7 separate regions of the Mus musculus genome follow, and regions 2, 3, 4, 5, 6 and 7 are each linked to region 1. Evidence: chromatin contacts called from public HiChIP or PLAC-seq, Micro-C and promoter capture Hi-C data. All regions are on one chromosome and are shown on one strand. The core of a region is the stretch at or near the end of the contact, and the rest is flanking DNA. Distances in the headings are between cores, read along the strand shown.

The links. Promoter capture Hi-C pulls out the DNA fragments that hold promoters and counts their contacts. Hi-C and Micro-C count contacts between places; a contact is called where the count stands out from the background. HiChIP or PLAC-seq counts read pairs in DNA pulled down with a chosen protein or histone mark.
Region 2: a promoter capture Hi-C map of neural stem cells shows a contact between it and region 1. The contact joins the promoter of Zfp131 here to the promoter of Mrps30 in region 1. A contact is called at or near these places in 2 of 39 promoter capture datasets (neural stem cells and pre-B cells) and 2 of 115 datasets of contacts at active chromatin or transcription factors (embryonic stem cells and stem cell-derived neural progenitor cells).
Region 3: a contact with region 1 is called in a promoter capture Hi-C map of neural stem cells. The contact joins the promoter of Nim1k here to the promoter of Mrps30 in region 1. A contact is called at or near these places in 2 of 39 promoter capture datasets (the C10 cell line and neural stem cells) and 1 of 115 datasets of contacts at active chromatin or transcription factors (astrocytes).
Region 4: a promoter capture Hi-C map of pre-B cells shows a contact between it and region 1. The contact joins the promoter of Parp8 here to the promoter of Mrps30 in region 1. A contact is called at or near these places in 5 of 39 promoter capture datasets (the 3T3-L1 cell line, the C10 cell line, the HPC-7 cell line and 2 more), 4 of 484 Hi-C or Micro-C datasets (CD8 T cells, Th1 cells, cortical neurons and 1 more) and 2 of 9 other capture datasets (adipose tissue and liver).
Region 5: a contact with region 1 is called in an H3K4me3 HiChIP or PLAC-seq map of stem cell-derived neural progenitor cells, with 5 times the contacts expected there. The contact joins the promoter of Hmgcs1 here to the promoter of Mrps30 in region 1. A contact is called at or near these places in 1 of 39 promoter capture datasets (embryonic stem cells) and 2 of 115 datasets of contacts at active chromatin or transcription factors (large pre-B cells and stem cell-derived neural progenitor cells).
Region 6: a Micro-C map of embryonic stem cells shows a contact between it and region 1, with 2.6 times the contacts expected there. The contact joins the promoter of Emb here to the promoter of Mrps30 in region 1. A contact is called at or near these places in 8 of 39 promoter capture datasets (the C10 cell line, cranial neural crest, embryonic stem cells and 4 more), 1 of 15 datasets of contacts at CTCF or cohesin (large pre-B cells), 9 of 484 Hi-C or Micro-C datasets (the AtT-20 cell line, B cells, cerebellar granule neurons and 3 more), 12 of 115 datasets of contacts at active chromatin or transcription factors (acute myeloid leukemia, astrocytes, embryonic stem cells and 4 more) and 1 of 9 other capture datasets (embryonic stem cells).
Region 7: a contact with region 1 is called in a promoter capture Hi-C map of pre-B cells, with 8 times the contacts expected there. The contact joins the promoter of 3110070M22Rik here to the promoter of Mrps30 in region 1. A contact is called at or near these places in 13 of 39 promoter capture datasets (the 3T3-L1 cell line, the C10 cell line, the HPC-7 cell line and 7 more), 9 of 115 datasets of contacts at active chromatin or transcription factors (bone marrow-derived dendritic cells, embryonic stem cells, hepatocytes and 4 more) and 1 of 9 other capture datasets (adipose tissue).

The regions. Positions count from the first base shown.
Region 1 is chr13:118,385,452-118,388,757 of GRCm38.p6, forward strand. It overlaps Mrps30 (mitochondrial ribosomal protein S30), which reads right to left and starts at 1,801. Exons shown (of 5, transcript NM_021556.3): 1 at 1,201-1,801. The coding sequence starts at 1,783.
Region 2 is chr13:119,788,910-119,792,215 of GRCm38.p6, forward strand. Zfp131 (zinc finger protein 131) reads right to left here and starts at 1,823. Exons shown (of 8, transcript NM_001302548.1): 1 at 1,596-1,823; 2 at 1,240-1,378; 3 at 1-52. The coding sequence starts at 1,363. It overlaps Gm46390, which reads left to right and starts at 1,362. Exons shown (of 2, transcript XM_017315657.1): 1 at 1,362-1,373; 2 at 1,464-2,780. The coding sequence starts at 1,362. The coding sequence ends at 2,633.
Region 3 is chr13:119,754,292-119,757,597 of GRCm38.p6, forward strand. Nim1k (NIM1 serine/threonine protein kinase) reads right to left here and starts at 1,591. Exons shown (of 4, transcript NM_175538.3): 1 at 1,404-1,591. Gm41077 (predicted gene, 41077) reads left to right here and starts at 1,102. Exons shown (of 2, transcript NR_168716.1): 1 at 1,102-1,969.
Region 4 is chr13:117,023,787-117,027,092 of GRCm38.p6, forward strand. Parp8 (poly (ADP-ribose) polymerase family, member 8) reads right to left here and starts at 1,745. Exons shown (of 27, transcript NM_001081009.2): 1 at 1,579-1,745; 2 at 1,390-1,491; 3 at 389-443. The coding sequence starts at 1,480.
Region 5 is chr13:119,688,760-119,692,065 of GRCm38.p6, forward strand. It overlaps Hmgcs1 (3-hydroxy-3-methylglutaryl-Coenzyme A synthase 1), which reads left to right and starts at 1,592. Exons shown (of 10, transcript NM_001291439.1): 1 at 1,592-1,754.
Region 6 is chr13:117,218,738-117,222,043 of GRCm38.p6, forward strand. Emb (embigin) reads left to right here and starts at 1,836. Exons shown (of 9, transcript NM_010330.4): 1 at 1,836-2,220. The coding sequence starts at 2,112.
Region 7 is chr13:119,486,610-119,489,915 of GRCm38.p6, forward strand. 3110070M22Rik (RIKEN cDNA 3110070M22 gene) reads right to left here and starts at 1,775. Exons shown (of 1, transcript NR_027974.1): 1 at 648-1,775. It overlaps Tmem267 (transmembrane protein 267), which reads left to right and starts at 1,864. Exons shown (of 3, transcript NM_001177666.2): 1 at 1,864-2,385.

The sequences.
Region 1 (3,306 bases), core at 551-3,050:
GATGAGCAGCATGTCTAAGATATATACATATTAAAACTGAGAATCTAAGAATCTGAGTTTCATGCTTTATCCATTATGTCTCAAATACAGTACACGAAAACTTCATTTTGCTCCCCACTGTAATTGACACGATTATTTAGTTAAAACTAAAGATGCTAAAATGAACAGCAACCACTCACCGGAATAAGATGAGAACTGATCAGTATTCCGTTTACTACCAGTCTAAAAGGTACATACAATTCTCATCACTGCCATTTTGTACAAGATGAACTTAATTTCATCTGAACAAGGTTAAGTTTTCTAAGCCACCAATGGAAAGTAGTCAAAAGTTCCTCTACCTTCCTAACACACTACTTTTCTTGTACACACAAGGAAGGGAAGTAATACAGACACTATAAGATTCAGTTTAGAACACATCTACAGCCATGATAGAATTAATTCAATAATTACTAAGACACCTTCTGGGTTATAGACATAAACGGATTACAAACACATTATCAGCTGGGGTGTAACTCAAAGACAGAGAGTATTCTAGTCCCTGAGTTCAACCTTCTGTACTACCACCCCATCAAAACCAAACAAAAACATACATTCTTTTTCACGTCCACACTGAACGAAAATTTCTGTTTACTGGGACCAAATCTTGACCCCTCAACCTACCAGATGTTGGGCCTGAAGGCAGCAACACTTACCGTGTGTCTTTTTCACTCTTCATTTATAAAATGAATCCATGATATGTACTCTGTTATTATGAGGATTAAGTAGGTGGCATTTAGAACATTTGGGAAAGGGATCGACACACAGTAGTAAATGCTAAGAAAATGTTAGTAACGCTGATAATATCTTATTTACCTTTCGACATTCTAGGGCCAAACAGTATTACAGTAATTCTCATCTTGATATTAAGGCAAAGTAAGAGAGGTTGATGTTTTACCCATGGTCACCCAGCTTTCGTGTGAAGCAGTCAAAAGACAACCGTCTCTTAGAAACTTTTGGCTGCTCAGACACAAAACCTGATCAAAGCATGGAAACGTGATGAGCTTCGGGTGAGACTAAACTTTAACAAGTAGTCCTTAGGAGGGCAGGCCGCCTGAAACTTGGTCCGTAAGTCCTAACTCAGTGAGTGCTACTGAACCTGCAGGAAAGCTTGGCCGACGGCGTCCCCACTTCCCCCGTTCAGGGTGGGAGTTCCAAGCTCACCGAGAGCGGCAGTGCTCAGGACAGGGTTGAGTGGAGCGAGCAGGTTCACGAGCGTCCTCACTACCTGGTCCAGGATGGAGGAGGCGAGGGCCTGGCGACGATCGAAGAGGGAGCGGGGCCGGCGGCGCCGCACGTAGACCTGCTCCTGCAAGATGCAGTCGCACACGGCGGCGCGCAGGGCGGCGAGGTCGAGCGAGGGCGGCGGCGGCGACAGCGCCGGGGCGGGCGGCAGGCCCGAGACAAACACGGTCTTGGTGAAGCTCTGGTACCAGCGGTCGGCGTTCAAGGCGGAGATCTGCGGATGCACCACGTACTTCTTGAACTGCATCTTGGTGAGAATCCGTATCTTCTCGTCCACCGAGGGGGCCGCGTGCACCGTCGCCTGCCAGCGCTGCACCCGCCGCTGCCGCGCCGCTTTGCTGTCGGCGGTCATGGAAGCCACGATCGGCGGGTACCGCGCGACGGGCGTCGCCACGACCTCCAGGTCTCTCACCTCCGGGGCCGTAGCGGACGCCTTAGCAGCGGCATTCTGGGACAATCCCCGGCCGCGGGGCACCAGCTTCCAATACCTGGCCGCCGCCATTTTCGCCCGCCGCGACCCGGAACTTGAGGTCAACTGGCAGGAATTGTTCCTCTTCGCTTGCCGTAGGGACCAATCGCTTCTTGGAGGCGGGTGCTCTGAGTGTCTGTGGTGCGTTGTGTCATCCAGTTTGCAACCAATCAGTATGCTCCTTGAAGTTTGTTGTATTCTTTTTGAGTATTTGTCTGCGATAAAAATTCGCTTACCCCAGATATTTTCCCACCGGTTATGCTCTGAAGAATGAAACAATTAAAGTCCTTGCTCGTAGGATGTTTTAGGAACTCGCACTTTTTTTCACACGCAAACATTCAGAAATATCCTCCAGCCGGGCGGTGGTGGCGCACGCCTTTAATCCCAGCATTTGGGAGGCAGAGGCAGGTGTATTTCTGAGTTCGAGACCAGGCTGGTCTACAGAGTGAGTTCCAGGACAGCCAGGGCTATACAGAGAAACCCTGTCTCCAAAACAAAACAAAACAAACAAACAAACAAAGAAATATCTTCCAAAGAGAAACTTAAAATCCATACAGTTCTGACGTCATTTGTGTACCTCATATAGTCTGTTACCCTCCATCACCTTTAGAACTAGAATTTTATGAAATACAACATGTCTTTACTTATTCTTGCTAATTATAAAAATTATATCAGCATCACTTACCTGTGAACGCGACTAAACTTTAGGAAAACTATTTCATACATTCTTCAGTGCTAATGAGGTAATATAATTTATTTTGAAACGGGGAAATGTGTTTTTAGTTGAATATACAAGACGTCGGGGAATACATGAAATAAATCATACTAAGCAATTTGTTTGAATTTTGCTGTGTATTAAACTCTTTACTAGTTTGAAATGAACTGATTCTTTACAATAAACTTAATAAAGAAGCTATTACTTTATTTTTCAGCCTAATATGATTCAAATCTTTTCAGTTGCATGCAAGGAAGCAGACATAAAGCCAAAAGCTACCCACTGTCTTAGGGGCAGAGGTGGTACTAGGTCCCAGGTTGTCTGCTACTCAAGCTGTTTCATTTAATGGATATTTATGAGTGCGCCCTATGTGTTACGGTGCTAAATGTCTTCTTACTTAGTGAGCCAAAGAGACCTTGCATTCTTTTTGTTTTGTTTTGTTTTGTTTGTTTTTCGAGACAGGGTTTCTCTGTATAGCCCTGGCTATCCTGGAATTCACTCTGTAGACCAGGCTGGCCTCGAACTCAGAAATACACCTGCCTCTGCCTCCCAAGGGCTGGGATTAAAGGCGTGCACCACCACGCCCGGCTGAGACCTTGCATTCTTAACAGGAAGGAAAATCGTAATCATAATACATAACTTTATGATTTATTATAAACTCATAGGTGCCATGGAAAAAATAAAGTGGGTAAAGAAAAATATCAGTGTGCTCTAGTGTGTGGGTAGATGTTTGCCATGTAAAAAGCCTGACCAGAGGACTATTTTTTTGTAAAGATATCATTTGAGAAATGAGTCATGAAAATACTGGAGAGGGAGGTTCCAGAAGGAGAAACACATGCAG
Region 2 (3,306 bases), core at 573-3,072, 1.4 Mb after region 1:
AAGAACTTACTGCAGGCAGCCAAAACAGCCTTGTGGGCCTTAAAATGGTGTCCTAAATAAGGGGGTGGGGTGGGGTGAAGAGATGGAGAGGGAAAAAAACACACTGGCATCAAAATCAAAGTTAAAATCCTTTCTTCACAAAATACATATCTTTACTTCAAAGTAAAAGCTAGTTTATACTAAGCAACAAATTTCTTCTAGCAGTTTCTGTTCCATTCAATTAAGTAGCAACCTACATTTAAACCCACTGAAACAGCTAAATATGGGCTGGAGAACTGGTTTGGTGGTTAAGAGCATCAGCTGTTCTCCCAGGGAAGCCGGGTTCAATTCCCAGCACCCACAAGGCAGCACACAACTGTCTGCAATTCCAGTTCCAAGGGACTTGACACACTCTTCTGACCTCCTCGAACACCTGTCATGGAAGTGGTGCACATATATACGTGTGCAGGCAAAACACTCGTACACAGAAAATAAAATGAAATAAAAGTTCTAAATATGACAGTGCAAAAGTTCACGTATCATTTAGAAAGGGGTGGGGGAGTACAAAGCCAGTGTGTTTGGTACAGGAAATTTTTCAATATGCCTAATATAGCTGTAGGCACAACACACCTACAAACTTTCATTATAAGGAACATCTTGTCTAGAAAGCCAATGTTCACTAAAAGGAACCCTAATCTGGATTTGCCTATACAAGCACGACTAGCAGATTCCCAATTTATTTTTTAGTCACTCACAGTGGGTATGAGTGTAGCCCCAATGAGTGTAGGTGGTTTCTCATCCACTTTCCTTTCCACACCATTTTGGAAAACTAGAATGAAAACTTCCCAAATGATTCTTGTGCTGGACTCCTCAAAGCAGCTTGCTAAGAACGGGCTTATTAACAAAAAACACTGAGACCGCCTCCTTGTTGCCTCCTTGTCTGACCAAACGTTTTGAGGTATCTTCTCTCTCTCCTCCGGGCACCTATCTAACGAGTGTGCAATTATAAAACTTGAGCATGCAGCAAGAAGTTAAAATGTGATGATGCATATCAGACTAGGAGATTAAAATCCAGACTAGCCAACCAGCTTTCTGCGGCATGGTCTACGTGAGCAGCACTGACAGGCGCCCTCCCGGGTCTGATGCAAACCCTCCACCGACTTTGGAAGAGAGCCCGGAGAGGGTGGGTACAAAAAGGCGGGCAGCGAGAGAGAACTGAAGCTCCCCATTTTTCCTCCTCTGCCCACTACCCCGACCCACCGTCGACAATCAGGGTGATGTCCGTAAACCGGTCCTGCTCCCGTTGTTCATTCAATCGGTCCAAGATCATTTTATGATGTTCAGGAAACTCCTGAAGGCATTCCATCGTCTCTTCAGCCTCCATGGCCGTCGGGGTGCTCTACAAAAGAGGAGCATGATAATGTACACCCATGAGCTCGGGCTGACACAAAACCCCTACAACAAGAAACCAAACCAAAACCCAGGTGCCGGGTGGAGGGGGAGAGAAGGGGGAGGGGGAGGCCGAGAGCAAGGCTGGGGAAGAAGAAAGGCGAGCCAGCCGAGCGGCCGCCGCGCGTCGCGGGCCGGAGCCGCGGCCGCGGAACTCCGAGCCTGACCTAATCGGAGCCTGGAGACGCGAGCTGGAGCGGGGTGGGCACAGTGCCGGGAGGCTCAGGGACGCCCGGGAGCGCAAGTCCGGCCGGGGAGGACCCCGAACAGCCTCGGCGGCCTCCCAACGGCCCGCCGAGCCTTCCGCCCGGCCCAGGCTGCGGCGGCCCCGGCCCCGGTCCGGCCCGCGGCCCACAACGACTCCCCGGGTCGCCTCTCCCTCCGGCGCCTCTCCCTCCTCTACCCCCCCCCCCCCCCCGCCCCGACCCGGCCGGCACTCACTCAGGGAAGGAGGAGCGGCCCGGGGCCTGCGCGTCACTTACGTCGACGTGCTGCGTCACCACGCCGGACGCGGACGCACCCGGAGCGCCAATCCCTGCGAAGCCTGGCCACGCCCCTGGGGCCCAGTAAGGAGGGGAGGGGGGAGGGAGCCCCCCCGGGGGGGATTCGGGGCTCCCCGCGCGGCGCTTCGAAGGCTTCCGTGGGCTCTGCTGCGGCTTCTCCCAGTAGAGCAAGGCAGTCTGAGCACCGGGAAGGCTGAGGCCCTGGCGACGCTGCGCTCCGGCAGCCAGCCCGCCCCCACCGGGCCCGTAGCTGCACTTCCGATCGCGAACTCCCGGTGGAATACCGGCTCGGCGGCCCGGGACGCTTATATCCCGCGGCCCCGCCCCGCCCCGCCCCCTTTCCGGAGCGGAGGTGGGCCCTTACCCTTACCTAGCTGGCGCCGGGGCCTCGTGCCTTTCTTTCCACGCTCTCTAGTCCCGTGGCGCAGCTGCTCGGGTACCCAGGCAGCTCCTCGCTCTCCATCTTCACCTCCGCGGCAGGGACGCTCGGACGATCAGCTAGGGGTCCCGCCGACGCACTTGCGCCCTGGGCTCGGCGGCCGCGGGGACGAGCAGGCTCCGGCGCCGGGGATCTCTATTTCTCTCTCTGTCCCCGATGTCTGCCCGGCGGTGGCAGCACGTGCCTGCAGACTCACCAACCCGGTCAGCCTGCAGAGATCCAGTTGTGATTCCTTCATCCCAGCTCTCCGCACCCGCCCCTAAAGTGGCTGGGGACTGCCACTCAGTTGCACGTGGCCGGCTCACTCATTCATCCCAAGAAAGGCTCGTCTGAGGGCAATGCTCTGATAGTTAATGGGTACTGATCGGTAATCTCAATGAGTTGGACAATAAAGACTAATGGAAAGTCCAGTCCTGTGCGAGAGTGGATGTATTCACTTCAAAAGTTTTTGAGGCAATGCCATTGTAATTGTTTTAATTGTAATTGTTTTAAGAAACGGGGGGGGGGGGGCGCGGAATTGGGCGAGAACACGCGCTTTCTACATTCAGACTTTAGTCTGAGCGGAGGTTCAGGTCTGAACAGCAGGTCGGTATTACGAACAAGGTAATCTGGAGAGTCCAACAAAGCGGTGTGAGTTGGAGCCAGACATAACACAGCACATGCAGCCTTGAAGGTCACAGTGTTCCTTTTGCTGGGACAGGCACGCGACAGCCTTAAGGGTCCAAGATATCCGATCTTTTTAACATTTTAGGAGTGGAATCCTTAAAGTCCAGCAGGAAGAGAATGGAGATAATCATTATGAGGGGGCAACTAAGTAGACACGATGATGTCAACGAAGTATTTAGCTATATGAACCTCTTTAGGGGAAAGCGCTAAAGCATTAAAGTGTGTGGATAATTTATGAAGAATCTTCGAGAGTGACGGATTAGCGCCTTG
Region 3 (3,306 bases), core at 341-2,840, 1.4 Mb after region 1:
CATGGCTTAGAGTTTAACTACTTTAAGGAAAAGAAACAAATCTCTTTATGAATTCTGTTATTGTTGTGGCGACGGGAGGGGACATGAGGAGTTCCCTTCAGGAACAGTTCCATCCAGGCAGCCTCTTTAAGTGCAGGGCGCCTTCTTTAGTTACCATGGCAACCAAAATTAGAAGGGCTTTTGCAACACTAACAAAAACCATCTCCTGAAGTGCTTCTGTGAATCACACTGAATGCTGATGATGCAAACTGTGTATGCAGATCTTCAAACATTTTTTTAAAAAATCCCTATTACGATAAACAAATACCTGTTTTACATTCCCGTTTGAAATCGTAACTTGGAACAAATTTTTGTTCCTCTGGGTTTGCTTGTTTCCCTTCTGGATACCCCAGGCCCCAGAGTGCAAATGTGATTTGTTTAGTTTCCAAACTTGTCTGAATTTCACAGCGAGCAGCAGTTAGAATGTGATTCATTTGTCCTTATTTTGAAATGGAGTGTGTGTGTGTGTGTGTGTGTGTGTGTGTGTGTGTGTGTGTGTGTGTGTGTGTGTGTGTGTTGGCAGGGGGTGGGAGGAGTGTTTAACATAGAGCACTCTTGTCTACTACACTCCGGAAGGGGGAACTGAAAAAGGAAGGGAGAGAAAGGGTGAGGTAGAGTGAAGAGAAGAGGAAGAGAGGGAAAGGGGACAGTCAATCTCTTGGCCTCTCCTTCGGAATCCATGGGTTCTGCTTGCAGAGTTTTAAAGACCCTGTGGAAGTCTCTTCCTGGTTGTATCTCCAGGTCCTCTATTTCCATTATAATAATCCTAGAGAGGTGCCTGGGAAGAGAAATGAGGCTCCTCCTTACTTTGTTGGATCTTCCCAAAGAAGCACCTTTCTCTAGGGGAGGATTCTGGTGTATGGTGTCCTTGAGGGTTCATGCCACCACCACCCCTCCCCCGGGCCACAGCTGTGAGAAGTTAAGTCCGCTCCTAATCCAGGTCACACAGGTGCTCAGCCCTAGTTACAAACTAACGGATTTGGGCTGGCGCCTGGCTCTTGTGGTTCAGAGAACCGGTGTGGGCATGCGAGACGCTAGGCTGCCCTCTGGCTCACGTGTGACACAGATAGGCACGGGTGACACTGCCCGGTGCACACAGAGGGGTGCACACACGCGCCCAGACCAGGGCATCTCATACAGGGGCGGGAGCCTGCGCCTTGGTGTCAATGTCCCCTTCTGCAGAGTGCTGATGGACTCGGTGGACGTCCCCAGGAGCACTTAACCTTCTCCTAACCCCACTTCAACCGCCACCGGGGCCAGAATTCGTGTCTCCCTTTCTCCCTTGAGATCCCGGATCTGCTTCTTTCTAGCTCAGAGGTGGCGAGGCTAGCGTGACCCAGGCGCTGGCGACGAGCCCCGCTTACCTCGGTCCGGAGGCCGCCTGGGGAGCTCGATGCGCGGCCAGGCGAGGAGCAGAGTGGCAGACGCTGGCACAAGCTCCTGTGTCCCGGGGCGCAGACGTCTGGGTCGCTCCTACGGCAGCAGATCTGACCCACAGGGCCGTGGCAAACCCCGTTGCCTGTCTGCGCCTGGCTCCGCCACCAGAGCCGAGGGCTTCGCAGCGTCCTGAACAGGACCAATCCTGAGCGGGGGGTTGGCTCTGGGGAGCAGGGAAAGGAGACTGGATGGTCACTGCGACGGGAAGCCGGCCTGGACCTGGCAGGCTGGTTTCTATGGCAGCCAGGAGGGAGGAGCGGAAGAGAGGGGAGTGTGTAGTTGTGTGGCAAGGGGACACCCACTGCAGACTTTCCGGGAGGGGGTTTGGGCCTAGAGTGACGATGGGAAGCAGAGACACAGCAGAAAGCGACTCAACTTAACACCTTGCCGGAACAGCCCCTGCGCGCTCTCATTCCTTCCTTCCGCGACACTATCCTGTAATCCTTCCAACAGAGCAGAGACTTCCAGCAAAGCACCGCGACAGCTCCTCCGGGTGAGTAGCAGGGCTTTTAAGCTCTGCAGAAAGAAGTGCTTCTGTCGCCCTCTGCCCCATCCCTTGTATACACATCAGGCCTAGTTCTCAGGGTGCCACCTAGTCGCGGCCCTCTTATTGCTTGTCTACTCCCTGCTGTGATATCCTGGCTGGTGGTGGGTGCCAAATGATGTTTTTCTAGTTTACGATCTAGGAAGCTAGGCCGTTGAATTGAATGTAGAGCAGGGAATTTGATACAGATGCCACAGAACATAGAAGATAATTCCTGGAGTTAACATGCTTTATTTAATAGAGGGGGAAAGCCAGTTCCTGTCACAGAGGGCTTAATGGCTGAGCCAGACCTAAGAGTCTAAGTTCAGCTCTGTGAGCAGTCTGCCCACTTTCTCTTACCGCCCACCGCGTGTATCCCTGGATGCCAGGGCAAAACTACAAGAATCAAGATAATCGACATCTAAAATTTTTATGAGGCAGAAGTTGTGGGTCTAGAAGAGTCTGTTTTATTTATTTTTCTCTATTTGCCAGACAGTGTATTAAATAATTTTACAAAGACTCTTCACAGCAATGTGAGAAGTTCTGATATTACCGTCCCTTGCTTTAGCAGATAAATAAACTGAAGCAAAGACAGACATAGGCTTCAGTTAAGGTCCCCAACCTGTGGAACGCTGGGGCTGGGACTGGAACCCAAGCACTGGGACTCCAGACATACTCAGACCTTTCTTTGCTGCTGCCTCCTGCGTGTTCCTTAAAGGGGTCAGGAACAGTAAAGAGCAAGACCAAAAACCTTGGACAGCTCCATGCACAGAATCACGTGCAAGGGAAGCCCAGGGACGGAAAGGACTGCTTCCCCAACCCAGTCAGTTGATAAGGAAGGATTCTCCATCTTTTTTTTTTTTTTTTTTTTTTTATACTGTAGCTTTCTTTTTTTTTTTTAATTTTTTTTTTTAATTTATTTATTACATGTTAGTACACTGTAGCTATCTTCAGACACACCAGAAGAGGGCATCAGATCTCATTACAGATGGTTGTGAGCCACCATGTGGTTGCTGGGATTTGAACTCTGGACCTTCGGAAGAGCAGTCGGGTGCTCTTACCCACTGAGCCATCTCACCAGCCCCAGGATTCTCCATCTTAAAATACATAAACAAACAAACAATCTTGAAGTAGTGCATACCACCAGTCTATTTTCTTTCTATAACAATAAAATGAAAGCAAAAACATCACATTAAAAAAAAAGATTAGAAAGGCCCTTTGAGTCTTGAAAAATGACAGTACATAGGATAAAATTCTATAGGAAAATTATATAGAAATCTAGACCCTCAAATCCCAGGCCAGACATA
Region 4 (3,306 bases), core at 495-2,994, 1.4 Mb before region 1:
GGCAAAATAAGCACTGGTGGCGATCAAACTATTTTGTGACATCTTTTTATGTCTTTCACATATTTCACTCCATGCTCAATGTACCAATTTTGCACGGTGTCGCCTGTGTCAAATCCAGAACGCCTAAAGAGCAATCTACTACTGAAGCAGAACACTATGTGGAGTTCTGCTCATCCTCTGTTAGCTTAAGAAGAAAAAAAAAACTTCAAACATATTTATTTTCCCTCTTCTATATAAAATCGGGAGACAACTGGCGAGGAATGCAGCTAGATAGCAGTCCCAAGATTAAACAAACAAGCAAAAAAATACCCAAACACGGAAGACACCAGGAACAAAGGAAACACAAGCGTGTGAACAGGAAATGAAGCAACTCTATACACATAAATACCTTTTGGGGCCGCCAACGTAGGTGAAAGTAAAGGTGGAGTCTGAGTATCTGAAATCTGAAACGGAAAGTCGTGTTATAAGCCACCCCATGTGTTGTTTTTAACCCCAATTCTGTCTTGAACCTACACTTTTGTGTGAGCCTAGGAGGCCCGATGGGGAGGGAAGCAAAGGCTGGAGAGCTAGGGGCCGCCAGCAGGGTGGTGCAGGAGGGGATGCGGAGCACCCCGTGGGGTGCAGCGGGAGGCCGCCCCCCGCAACAAGTGCCGGGTGCCATGGCAACAGCGGGAAATTCCCAGCCAAGCAGCCGGAAGCAGCCCCTGGCAGGCTTCGGGCTGCGAAGCCCGAACTGCCCTCGGCCTTGGATGGGGGGGTGGGAGGACGGGGAGCAAAGATGGACGCAAAGCGACCCCCAGGTTGGGCCTGCGTAGCTCGGGAACCCCGGGAATCCATCCATCCCTTCCCCGGGGCGGTGTCCTGCGCGCTCGCCGAGGAGCGGGTGCAGCGGAGGGGGCGGGAGCTCGGCCCAGCGCTGCCTTCTCCCGGGGCCTCGGCGCCTGGCGGGAGCAGCGCAGCGCAGCGCAGCGCAGCCGGTCCCTTCCCGGCCGCCGCCGCTCGGCCGATGGCGCAAAGCCGCCGGGCTCTAGCCCGCCCCGCTCGGCCACGGCTGCCGAAGCCGGGAGGCAAAGCTCGGATGCTCTGGGCACCGCCAATGGCTGGAACCCAGCGCCCGGCCCCTGCACTCTGATCGCGCGGGTCCTGCCCCAGGAGCCGGAGACTGCCCTGGCCTGGTGGGGTTTTTTGGGGGGGAGGGGGGTGGCTCGTGCCCCCCTCCTCTTTGGGTTTCAGCTCACGCCGCTGCAGCTATTTCCAAATGCACCCGGAATGGGGACTTGCCGCCCCACACTCCCAAGCTACACGCGTCGCGGTCAGAAATCTGGGCAATGGGGGTAGACAGAGGGGAGGCTGACTCCTGGTCCCAGGATCCGAGAGGCAAGAACTCACCTGCAAACAGGCAGTCTTTCTCGGCTCTTGACTTCTGGATCACGACGTCGATATCCTTCTGAATTCTCTCTTGCCTTGAACACATCCCCATTAAATAAATCCCTGGAAAAGAAGCAGCCGCTATTTCCACTCCACCCCACCCCCCTCGCACGCTTCCAGCTTTCGTAAATATTCAGTTAAAAATGAAACCTCTGGCCGAGGCAGGGGCTGAAGGCGAAGTGGTTTCGGAAGTGATCCCGGGTGAGAGAGGAGGAGGAGGTGGAGGAGGAGGAGGAGGAGGAGGTCGGCTTTGCATTCCCAGATGTGACCGCCCAGCTGCTGCTCGCCGCTGCTGGATTCCAATTTCCTCCTGTTCTGACAATGGATGGTGATGACACGGAGTCTCACTTTCTCCCTCCCCCCCCACCCCCGCCCGGACTGACGGCCGTAGGAAAACGAGGGGCCCGAAGGGGGCCGGGGACCGCTGGAGAGCGATCGGCAGCTGTGGAGCGGCAGGCGCCGGAGAGGGGCGAGCCCCGCTCCGACTCACGCGCGCACACCCCTCGCGGCCCGCACGCCGGCCTTCCCACACCCGCGCACACTCGCGCCCGCGGGCGGCGGCCGTGCCCAGGCTGCTGCAGCGCCGCCCGCCAGCCGCAGACCCTCCCGCACCCGCCGCGGGTCACCGGGCCCGGCTGCGCGCCGCTGGGGCTTTAATAGTATCCGCCATCCGCGCAGGCTGGATTTCCCCACCCCCGACTGCCACTCGAGCCGGGAGCTGAGTGACAGTGTAGGTAGTGAAGACTCCCTGGAGCTCCCAGCCTCTCCCGCACCACCACCACCACCCCTCCTCTTTCCACCACTTTTATGAATTCGACTCCACTTTCAGAAGGAATTATGAGTCATATGGAAACCCAAGCCGGAGTGGCTGGGAGGAAGAAAGAGGGGGAAAAGAAAAAAAAATCTTTACGAATTAAAAATAAAGTGAACAAGTCTTTCCTTGTAATCACATCAGGCAAAGGGAGAAAGGCTGGAGATCACTCTAGGAGGACTCTCCCATTTCCTTATTGCCTTCTTTTTTGGTGGTGAGGTGATGGGGGTTCTTTTATTGTTTTGCTTTGCTTTTGCTTCTCAGGGTGGTTTGTTTGTTTGTTTGTTTGTCCCAGGTTTGAGAAGCTCTTTTGAAAATGAAGCCCTTTCTAGACTCCAAAGACTCTTGTTCTTCCTTTCCAGCTCTGTTCATAAGAAATTGGCCTGAGGGGACTCCCTAAGTCAGGGATACCTGGCTTGGGTCTTATTCAAAACCTCAGCCTTCTGTGGGCTGAGGCAAGGGAAAGTTTCTCCAGCCCTAATACCTTGCGCAACAAGGAAAACCATACTGTCCGCTCTCTATTGCCCTGCTTTAAGCTTATGATGGTTGGTCCACCTTTTCTGCCGCAAGGAACCTGAACCCGCTCCACCAAGCTCTTTTCTTTAGCATCGTTTCTGAGAAGTGTCCCCCAGGCAGACCATAGGTATATTGTTTTGCATTCTAAGACCAAGCAGTGTCTGGAATATAGGAGGTGTTATCAATCATGTTGTCCGGAACCTTTTAATCTTCCCGATAGGAATAGTGAGTAGGGGAAGCTTTTCCTGTGCTGGCAAGCCTGAGTCAGTACCCTGGAGCCTAGGGGCTGAACAGACACGCCCAGAAGAGTATTAGAATTTCAAACCCTTTTCAAGGCAGAGACTGACTGCTGGAAACACTCAGGCTGGAGGCTTATGGTATATATCCAGCCTTTTAACATCATCTGTATTCTCACGCTTTTCCTCTTGTAATCCTCAGTTTCCGACAGCCTTTAGTGACGGCAGAAGACAGCATACATCCCACAGCAGTTAGGTGGGGCTTTGCAGGGTTAAAGCTCTCCTTTGAGCCTGGCCTTGGACACAGTGATCCTT
Region 5 (3,306 bases), core at 342-2,841, 1.3 Mb after region 1:
TTGTAAATGCATTTACTGTTTTTGTTCTAAAGCTCTAACAGTTCACACAGCTTCTTTTGTAGTGGAACACATCTTTCGGGGAAACACATACTCATGTTTCCAGCCATGGTTACCCATATTTAGCTCAGATAAGACCAAACAAATACAATGACACCTCTCATTCCCTTTGGGGCAAGGCCTGTTTTGCTTAGCAAGTTAGCATCTGTAGTGTACAATAAACTTCACACAGCAGTAGTGCTAAGAAACAATGAATTATCAATAGCCCTTATCCACAGTTCTTGGAGGGGTAATGGAATTAACATAAGAAGAATTGTGCCTGACAAATATACCTTAGTGGGTGCTCACAGCCATCCACTGGACTGAGCATAGGGTCCCCAATGAAGGAACCAGAAAAAGGACCCAAGGAGTTGAAGGGGTTTGCAGCCTCATAGGAGGAACAACTATATGAACTAACCAGTACCCCCAGAGCTCCCAGGGACTAAGCCACCAACCAAAGAGCACACATGGTGGGACTCATGGCTCCAGCTGCATATGCAGCAGAGGATGGCCTAGTCGGACATCAGTGGGAGAAGAGGCCCTTTGTCCTATGGAAGCTCTATGCTCCAGTGTGGGAATGCCAGGGCCAGGAAGCAGGAGTGGATGGGTTTGTGAGCAGGGGGAGAGGGGAGGTGATAGTGGGAGGGTGTTTTTCGGAGGGGAAACCAGGAAAGGGGATAACATTTGAAATGTAAATAAAGAAAATATCCAATAAAAGTTTTTTTTAAAAAAATGTATTTAATGATTAAAAAAAGGACGAAGAGTTAGTAATACAGTTCTGAACCTCAGTCATTCAACCTCAACAAAGCTAAGCAGTACAGTTTCTGTTTGGACCAAGTGCCAAAATAATAAATTAAAAAAAACAAACAAACAAAAAACGAAAACCAAAACAACAACAAACACTGATTTGTATAAACCTTCCTTCTCAGACAAGCCCTGCATCATTCTTATTCACTCCTATATCCTAAAATATCGTTTTTTAGGTTTACTTATTGTCTCAGTCGCAGTTTCTATAAAAGCCAAGGTAGTTTAAATTGGACACTTAAGAATACTTACAAATTTAGAAATTCTGGGTGAAGCATTATGCTAAAACTTGTGATGCAGATGCAATTTGCTGCTCTGGAAACTTAGAAAAGAGTCACGACTGAATTCAAATCAAGTATTTCAAATATTTTACAGGTGAAGCCGAGCTGTGGTTGCTAGGCAACCTGACAGCCTCCCAAGCGGGGGACCAACTCACCTCCCACCCTTGACCATCTCTCCCCAGGAGTGGGACGCCGAGTCGCCATTGGTCTCTATCTCCTCTCACTGACCTTCAATTGGTCGGAGAACCTCTCACTCCGCTCCCGTTGGCTCTCGCCGTCTCTCGCCGTCCCGCCATTGGCAGGCTTGTTCTCGGGCCACCCTACGTCACCGTCTCACCCCACTTCCCAGGTCCTCGGACTTTGTTCCCACCCCTTACCCCGCCCTTCCGGCAGCGAGGGAAAACCCTAGCGAGTCCCCGCCTCTCATTGGCTGAAAGCGGATCGGGGGGCGGGCGCTCCCGAGCGACTCTGAGTCCCGGGATTGGCAGAGGTAGCCGCTGTCCCGCCCTCTGTCCCCTCCCGGCGCTGCCCGAGTCGGGTGGGTCGGTGGCTATAAAGCTGCGGAGGGCGGGAGGCACAGTCTGCGGTCTCCTTGCTTTGCTCGTTCTTCTTCCAGGGTCTGATCCCCTTTGGGTGAGTGTCCCGCGCGGGGCCGGCCAGCCAAAGGCCGAGGCCGCGGGCGGCGTGTGCGGGGAGGAGGCGGTGTCCTTGACCAGGCCGGAAGGCTCTGCGCTCTGGTCTGGGCTAAGGCGTGAGCCGGGTCCCGGAGGATGGGGCGCTGGGAGCGAGCTTGTGTGGGAGCTTGAGGGCTTGGGGACTCCGGAGGGGACCCGGACTCCACTGTGCGCCGGCGGGACGCGCAGAGAAGGCAGAGGGCGTTGAGGGCTCCGTGTTCTGATGACATAGTCAGAAGCCGGAGTCGCCTTAGAGGTGCCTGTGACCACCGAAGTGGAGGCGTCGGCAGGGGATCAGAAGGGAGCTGGGGTGTCAGAGCGACCCTCGGGTTAATGGTGGACCCCAAAGGGATGGGGAAGCTCAGGCTCAGAGGGAGGGTTGTAGGTTGGCAGGGGGTGTGTCCTGCCTCCACTTACAGCATTGATGAGGGAAAGTGGGCAGTGTTACTTCTCCCCAATTCGGGTGCAAGAAATCACAATTGTGATTTAGACCTAGCCAAGGATTGATGGCCTGGACCCCTTTGGTACGTGGCTTGCTGAAAAGCAAAGATTAGTGAGCTCGGCACCTCCCCCCTTTCTCTCCCCTCCCTCTCACTTTTCCCCTCCCCCTCCCTTTCTGCTAAGATGTTCTCGTCTACTACTGTTAATAACAGCCAGCCTTAAGTGTTATAAAGATGTGATGGCCCAACCGGCACACAGACTTTGGTTTAAGTCATGGAAGTTTCAAAGCAAGGTGTATGGAAGTCTTTGGAAACATGACCTTCTTTGACCAGTGGTAGGGAAAGAATTGCTTGGCAACATTCTGGAGGAGGGAATTGGGGAGTAGGTGGCAGGAGGTTGTCCTTCTTGCCAAGCTTGCCCCTGTGGCCTTGGCCTCAGGCCATCTCTGCCTGTTTTCTCTACCCACCTCTACTGCAACCTCCCTCCTGCTGGTGCGATGGCTGCTAACCTTTGCTGTATTTTAGGGTTGAATCTTGAGAAGCAAGGGCATGCCAAACATTAACAAACCAGACTACTCATAGTTACAGATTTTTTTTTTTCCTTCCATGCTGTGGTTTAAATTTTTATTGTGCAGATTCCATCAGACTGGAGACAAGGCTGAAAGTCCTCCACAGATATCTGCAAGTGACTCTCTGCAGGTTGAGCCTTCTCAACAGTGCATGTTCTTTGGTCAGACTTTTAAAGTTTCAGTTAGTTTTGCATGGAGATGGAGAGTAAGCATAGCCTGTCTCGTGAAAAGAAAGAGAGGCTGTCTTTTTGTGGATGTAGCTCTCCTAAATTAGCAAAGTTTCCCTTTAGTGTAATGTTCTCTCGGGTTTCTCTGACACTGGGGAAGAGGGAGTATAAAGATGATGTTTGAAGTCATCTGGGCCTTGCTTTTAATGTTTGTTTTTTGTTTTTCACAAATATCCCTCCTGATTGCTTATTCATATCATTAACAGATGGACTTATTTCTGAGTTTTGTTTTGTTTTTAACTGAGATTTTAGAGACATTGTTTTTAGAAGAAATA
Region 6 (3,306 bases), core at 586-3,085, 1.2 Mb before region 1:
AATTTATAATTATCAAGGCTAGCTTTTAAAGAGTAAGAGGTCATGACTGTAGTGATGGCTCAGCAGTTAAGAACTACTCTTCTAGAGAAGACTAGGGTTTGATTCTCAGCATCCACATGATGGCTGACACTGTTTGTAACTCAGGTTCTAGGGATCCATTGCCCTTCTCTGGCTTCCATGGGCACCAGGCACACATGCGATACAGACCTACATGCAGGCAACACCCACCCCCACCCGCACACAATGTATTGGCATGCTGTGGCATGCATTCGTGGAGGCTGAGATAGAGGAACTGCATGACTCCAGGGCCTGGGGGCTAGCCTCAGCAACACAGCCAAATTATGTCTAAGACACACCAAACAAAAAACTCCAGAAAAGACCTGTCCCCTGGAGAGATGGCTCAGAGGTTAAGAGCACTGACTGTTCTTCCAGAGGTTCTGAGTTCAAATCCCAGCAACCACATGGTGGCTCACAATCATCTGTAATGAGATCTGATGCCCTCTTCTGGTGGTCTGAAGACAGCTACAATGTACTCATATATAATAATAATAATAATAATAATAATAATAATAATAATAATAATAGACCTGCCCCCACCTCAGGCAAGCATTCCATCACAACTAGTATTTGCTGTGTTACACAGAGACACTATTATCTTCATAGAGACCTCAAACAAAAAGGTAAAAATTGCTACGGGTCGCGTTTAATGCCCTCAGCGTAAATGACATGACTTTTCTTCTTCTCCATGTATAAGCCCACAGTTTTCCAGGAATCTCACCTGCAACCCCATTTACAACAAAAGGAAATGTCTTAACTATCCGGTAGAACGCTTGCAGTCCATGTTTTGATCTTATCAGACTGTAACTCCACGAAAGGCGCCCCTGTAGCCACCCTACAAAAAGGAGGGATGGGGGGAGGGGCTCTTAGCAGCCCCTTTGAGTTGTAACTTGGGAGCCACCAAAATGGTCTTTATGGTTACTGTTAAAACACAGCTCTGAAACCCATGCACCTGGTCTTGGATGTGTCTTATTGTTATTAGCCCTCATATTTAAATCTACTCTGAGAAAACCCTCTTTTTAATTAACTCCAGCTCTGCTTCATACCACATCATTCTTTAATTCCTTCCTTCAGTTTTACCTGAGTGGAGGTTCCTAAGGGACAAAGGGCTACTAAGTAGGGCTTGCTGAGTGCCCCGGATTTAAGGCTCACTAGTTTTAACCTAGACGCCTTTCCCGCTGAATAGGAAAACAATTGTTTTGAACTATCTCAATTTATTTGATAGGAGAGTAAGAAACTTCAACCTCCGGCCCCGCGTGGGTAAGAGATAACATTGTATTCCACAATGTTTGACAAAGATGAATGGCCTTCTGCCATTTACACAGAATCCCCTTAACTTAGTTTTTGTTTGGTGAGCTCTTTGGCGCCAGGAGAGCTGTTGCCGCAAGCAAACAAAGGGAAACACACTGTGGGGCCTAGGGACTCTGAAATCTTAATCCGGAGGGAACTGGCCAAACCTTCAGAGGGGGAGGGTATGCACGACTAATAGAAAGCTCTGAGAAACATTAATTTAAGTACCGGGCTTGGGGGCACTGAATAGCGCCCTCGGTCTGGTAAGAAGAAACCTTTGCACATCCAAAGATGTATAGGAGCAGAACTATCCGGTCCTTTTCACCTGTCACATCAAAGTAAATGTGTGAACCCATCCAACGGATGGAAAGAACACTCTGTGGGGAGTTGCAACCCCTCCGGGAGGTGATGGGGTACACACACCTGGCTGGCTCCAGGAGCTAGGTCCCTCCCCAACCTGTGTTAGCCAGAGGGTGGGGGCGGGAGAGGATTCGGCGCCGAGGTTGCACAGCACATCCGGGCGCGCCGGTAGCGGGCTGCGGGCTGCATAATTGATGGAAGGCCGGCGCAATTGCGCTGGGAGCGTCTCGGGGGTGGAGGCCAGGGCGGCCGGGCCCCTCCCACTCGGTTTATTCTCGAGTGTCCTGTCCCCAGGACTGGCAGTGGGCGCCCAGTTACCAGCAAGTGTACACAGGGACCAACGGAGACGGATCGCAGCGAGCTGAGGGTGCCTTAGCGACCTCCTGGACAGACCCGCCCGCGCCATGCGCTCGCACACTGGCCTGAGGGCGCTTGTGGCGCCTGGTTACCCGCTCCTCCTTCTATGTCTTCTGGCGGCGACGCGCCCTGATCCGGCTGAGGGCGATCCCACAGGTACCTGGGGGGTTCGGGGGGCTGGCGCGGGGAGGGCTCTGGGTTCACCGGAAGAGGCTCAGTGGCGGCGACCCTCCAGCCCGACGACATCCCTTGCCGCTCGCGCAGGGGCCGCGGGGATGCAGGCGCAGGCGGCTACGGAGCGGAGAGGGGGGTGGCCTTTCATTGGCTGGGCGCGGGTTACCCAAGGAGGAAACGTGGGAGCCCGGGTGGCTCCGCATCCGCCGGGTATAGGGATGATCCCGTCCCAGTAAAGCTCAGTTTGATCCTGGGAGCTGGTAGTGAGACAGGGTCGGATTTTTCCTAGGAAGTGGGCAAATAGAGTGCGTGGGTTTGTGCGGGGGAGACTGGGGGCTTCTGCTAGTGTGGCATGATTATGAGTCCACATTCCGCGAGGCCGGCTCCCTTCATTAGAGCCACAGCGAGGCTCTCGTATCACCTTTCCTCCTGGCAGGTGTTGAAATTGAGTATGATTTTTAGAGCAGAGGGTAAAAATCGCGATAGCCAGCCAACTCAAACAAGCCCAGATAAGAAAATTAGACGTGTGTGTTGTCTTTTCATAACAATCTTTATAAAAACAAAACATTTTTCAAGGGTGTTGGGTTGCGTGTTTACGGCATGCGGACAGAAGGATTTCCGTGAAAAACATTACCGGGTCAAGATCTATTTTGCCACCTTAACTCACCTTTTTATACTTTATGTGTTGCAAGCGATCCAATGCTTTTCAGTGCAAGTTCCTGTGTCTGTGGCAGGTTAGCTCCCATTTAAGTCACCACTAACTTTCTTAAGCAGTTGAAAGACTGGCTTTACTGGGAACTAAATCCAGACATTATTCCACACAAGGTTTTGCGCTATTATAAATTATTTCCATGAGGTTATAGCATGTAGATTGGTTAAACATAGTATAAAAGAAAATGGTCAAAAGGACACACACACACACTGTTAACTTGGATTCTTCTAGTCCCTAGATTTTCTTGTTCCACATGTTTTCCATCATAATAGTTTAGGACATGACCTTACCAGGCGAACCTGGTTCTTCGGTCCTCTTCCATGCATCATTTATCATATGCTTCTGAAAAATATAGC
Region 7 (3,306 bases), core at 525-3,024, 1.1 Mb after region 1:
TTCAGCTGTCTGGAGGGCAGCAACACACTAATTGTTGTTACATACATAAATTAATATATATTCCTAAATAAATACAACCTGCTCAGCCTTTGTTCCTCGTAAGTGTGATGGCAGGTTATGTAGTTTTGGAGAAACAGTTGGTGTACTCTTCTCCAGGGAAGATTAGGGTTGAGGCCTCCTGGGCTTTTATGAGAGGGCTTGGAGGGAGGAAAGAGAAAGGAGAAATATTATCTCACAAAAATAAAAAGTAATTTAAAAAATACCCAGAGGGTTTTGAACCTACCGCTGGCTCCTCTTAAAAAGAGGGGTCAGCCGGGCGTGGTGGTGCACACCTTTAATCCCAGCACTTGGGAGGCAGAGGCAGACGAATTTCTGAGTTCGAGGACAGTCAGGGCTACACAGAAAAACCCTGTCTCGAAAAACCAAAAAAAAAAAAAAAAAAAAGAGGCATCATTTCCTCCCCTATCCAAACTATAAAAAGCAAAGCTGTATATCAAAAAAGAAAAGTGACCAAAGCAACCCTGTTGCAACCTAAATGATATAGGCTAGGTGTCCAGATCCGGTTTGTTTTTCTCTGTTCATACGCAGGAACTCTGAAGCCCACAAAGGGCAGCAGAGCAATCTCATGCCACAGACAGACCCGGCAGTTGAAGAAAAGTGTTTACTGGGGGTGAGGAAACACATGAGGCAGAGGCTCAGAGAAAAAGACCCCCCAAAACCAGAGCAGGAACTCCGGAAGCAGGAAAGCCGGGTCTCAGGAGGGTGGGGGGTGTTTAAACCCCCCTGAAGAGTCTTCCTCCCCTTGAGGGTTGGTCCACAACAGTTCTTGTCATGATCCAGCCTTGAACTTGGGCCAGTCCATCTATGATCGTCCCAACTACCTCACTAAAGTTAGCCTCTCCTAGTTGAGATATATCACTATGTGTCCAGCATATTTCCACTTGGTCAGTGCCCTTCAGTAAAGGAGCTCCTCTGCTGGAATAGTTCATCTGAAGCGATTCTGTGAGTGATTTTCTGACGCAGGGGGATGACTGTGGCCCTCTGCTGGAATAGTTCATCTGAAGCGATTCTGTAGCCGAGCCCAACACAAGGATTCAGGATGCATTGTATGAAGAGCAGTCAGTGTTCTTAACATCCCCCCGCTGACACAGGGGGATGATGCTGATTGAGTGTGGGGCAGGGGGATGTGGCTGTGTGACTGTGTGAGGCAGGGGGATGACTGTGGCCCTCTGCTGGAATAGTTCATCTGAAGCGATTCTGTAGCCGAGCCCAACACAAGGATTCAGGATGCATTGTATGAAGAGCAGTCAGTGTTCTTAACCGCTGAGCCTTCTTGCTTTGCCCTCGATGTCCTGAGATCAGCCGCCTCCCATCGCCCGTGTCGCCCCCGCCGGTGAGTAGCAAAGCCTTGAGAAATCCCCAAGGGGGCGGTGAAGCGCTGCGGTGCGTCTGGTCTGACAGGTCGCGCGATCCTGCATCGTCTGCCCTGTGGCGTCCACTGCAGGACGTTAGGAACGTCTGAGCCGTCGAGCCCCCGACCCACGGTGTGCCCTGCAGCCGGCGAGGGGCTTCTCCATCCCGGCCGCCACAGGTGAGCATCGTGGTGAGCGGGGTGACTCGATGAGCACAGACACCGACGGGACGTTTTCCACGTTTCCGTCCGGCTCTGAGGGCTCTGAGGGCGTGCAGAGCTCAGGGCGGCCACCGGCTCAGGCTCATCCAGCGAGCGACCCGCATCCCGGCGTCCGCGGGGACCCGGAGGACTCGGCCGCTCTGGCCGGCGGCGCGCGCGTCTCTATGGTGCGGCCGAGGGGCGGGGCGCCGTCGTCCGCCCGCCTACCGCGAGGCGCGCCGGGTGGAGCCGAGCCGCGGCTCGCCGGGCGGGGAGGGACGGCCGGACCGCGCTGCGTCCAGAGGGAGCCGGAGCCGGGCGAGGCGGAGGATCGAGTCCCGGGCCGGGGCTGCGGGCTCAGGGTGGACTCGAAACCTCTCAGAGCCTCACCCCTCCCTCCCTCCCTCCCTCCCTCCCTCCCTCCCTCCCTCCCTCCCTCCCCTGCCCTCCCTCTCTCGCCCTCCGACCCCGTCGACGCCGCTCTTCTCGGCTCTGCGCTTTTTCCAACCCGAAGCGAAGCGGGGAGCCGGTGGGCGGGTGGAGAGCTGAGGCCTCCTGTGCAGTTTAACAGTCGACATCGTAGAAATCCATTCTTTTTAATCTAAAACTTACTCGATCCCACGGACCTCAGAACAGCACGCGTGGAGGAGTCGGCTCAGAACAGAAACACGTGGAAACGCTTCACTGTCCATTGTATCTGTCGCCGTCACGGGCGCTCTTTCACACGCGGAGAGAGACCGGATGGCCTCAGAGTCACGCTGACGTGAAAAGAGGTTTGCGTCTGCTCCTTGTATTGATTATCAGCACCAGATCCGACATCTGCGTTTGATAGTTTGGCTCCCGACTTAAACGCGTTGACTGACACGGCAACCATAGTGTGAGGACCGGTTTGTAAAGCCGGATGAAGGCAGTTTGGGTCAGGGGGTGTTTTTGTGTGTTGTGATAATGTTGCTTGATGGTTCACTTTTTGAGACATGGTCTCTTTGTGCTCTTCCTGTTGATCTGGGAATGTTATCGGAGCTCGTGATTGTTCCCTGAGTGCTGGGACAACAGACCTGAATCCAGCACTCTGTACTCCCAAATGCCACACACACACACACACACACACACACACACACACATACACACACACACACACACATACACACACACACACACACACACACACACACACACATACACACACACACACATACACACACACACACACACACATACACACACACACACACACATACACACACACACACATACACACACACACACACACACACACACATACACACACACACACACACTCACACACACACACACACACACACACACACACACACACCGTGCAAACAACCACTGAACTGCCGAGGAGCCATTAGGTTCTGTTTAAAACGTTTCTAAGTGAAAGTGTCAGACATCCAGAAAAGTAGAGATCAGCGTGAAGACCTGTGGGCTGTTTGTCCACACGAGGGACCGGCTGCTCGTGCAGGGACCCGGGTTTAGTTCCGAGCACCCACATGGCAGCTCACAAGACTGTGACTCCTGTCCCGTCCTCTCTTCTGACCTCTACAAGCACCACAAGATGCAGGCAAACATCCAAAAACACAATAAAAATGTTAAAGCTCAGATGTGGCACAGCACTGAAGCGTTTGACAAGTGGACCGATTATTGATTTCAGTAGGCTGTGGCAGATTAGAACT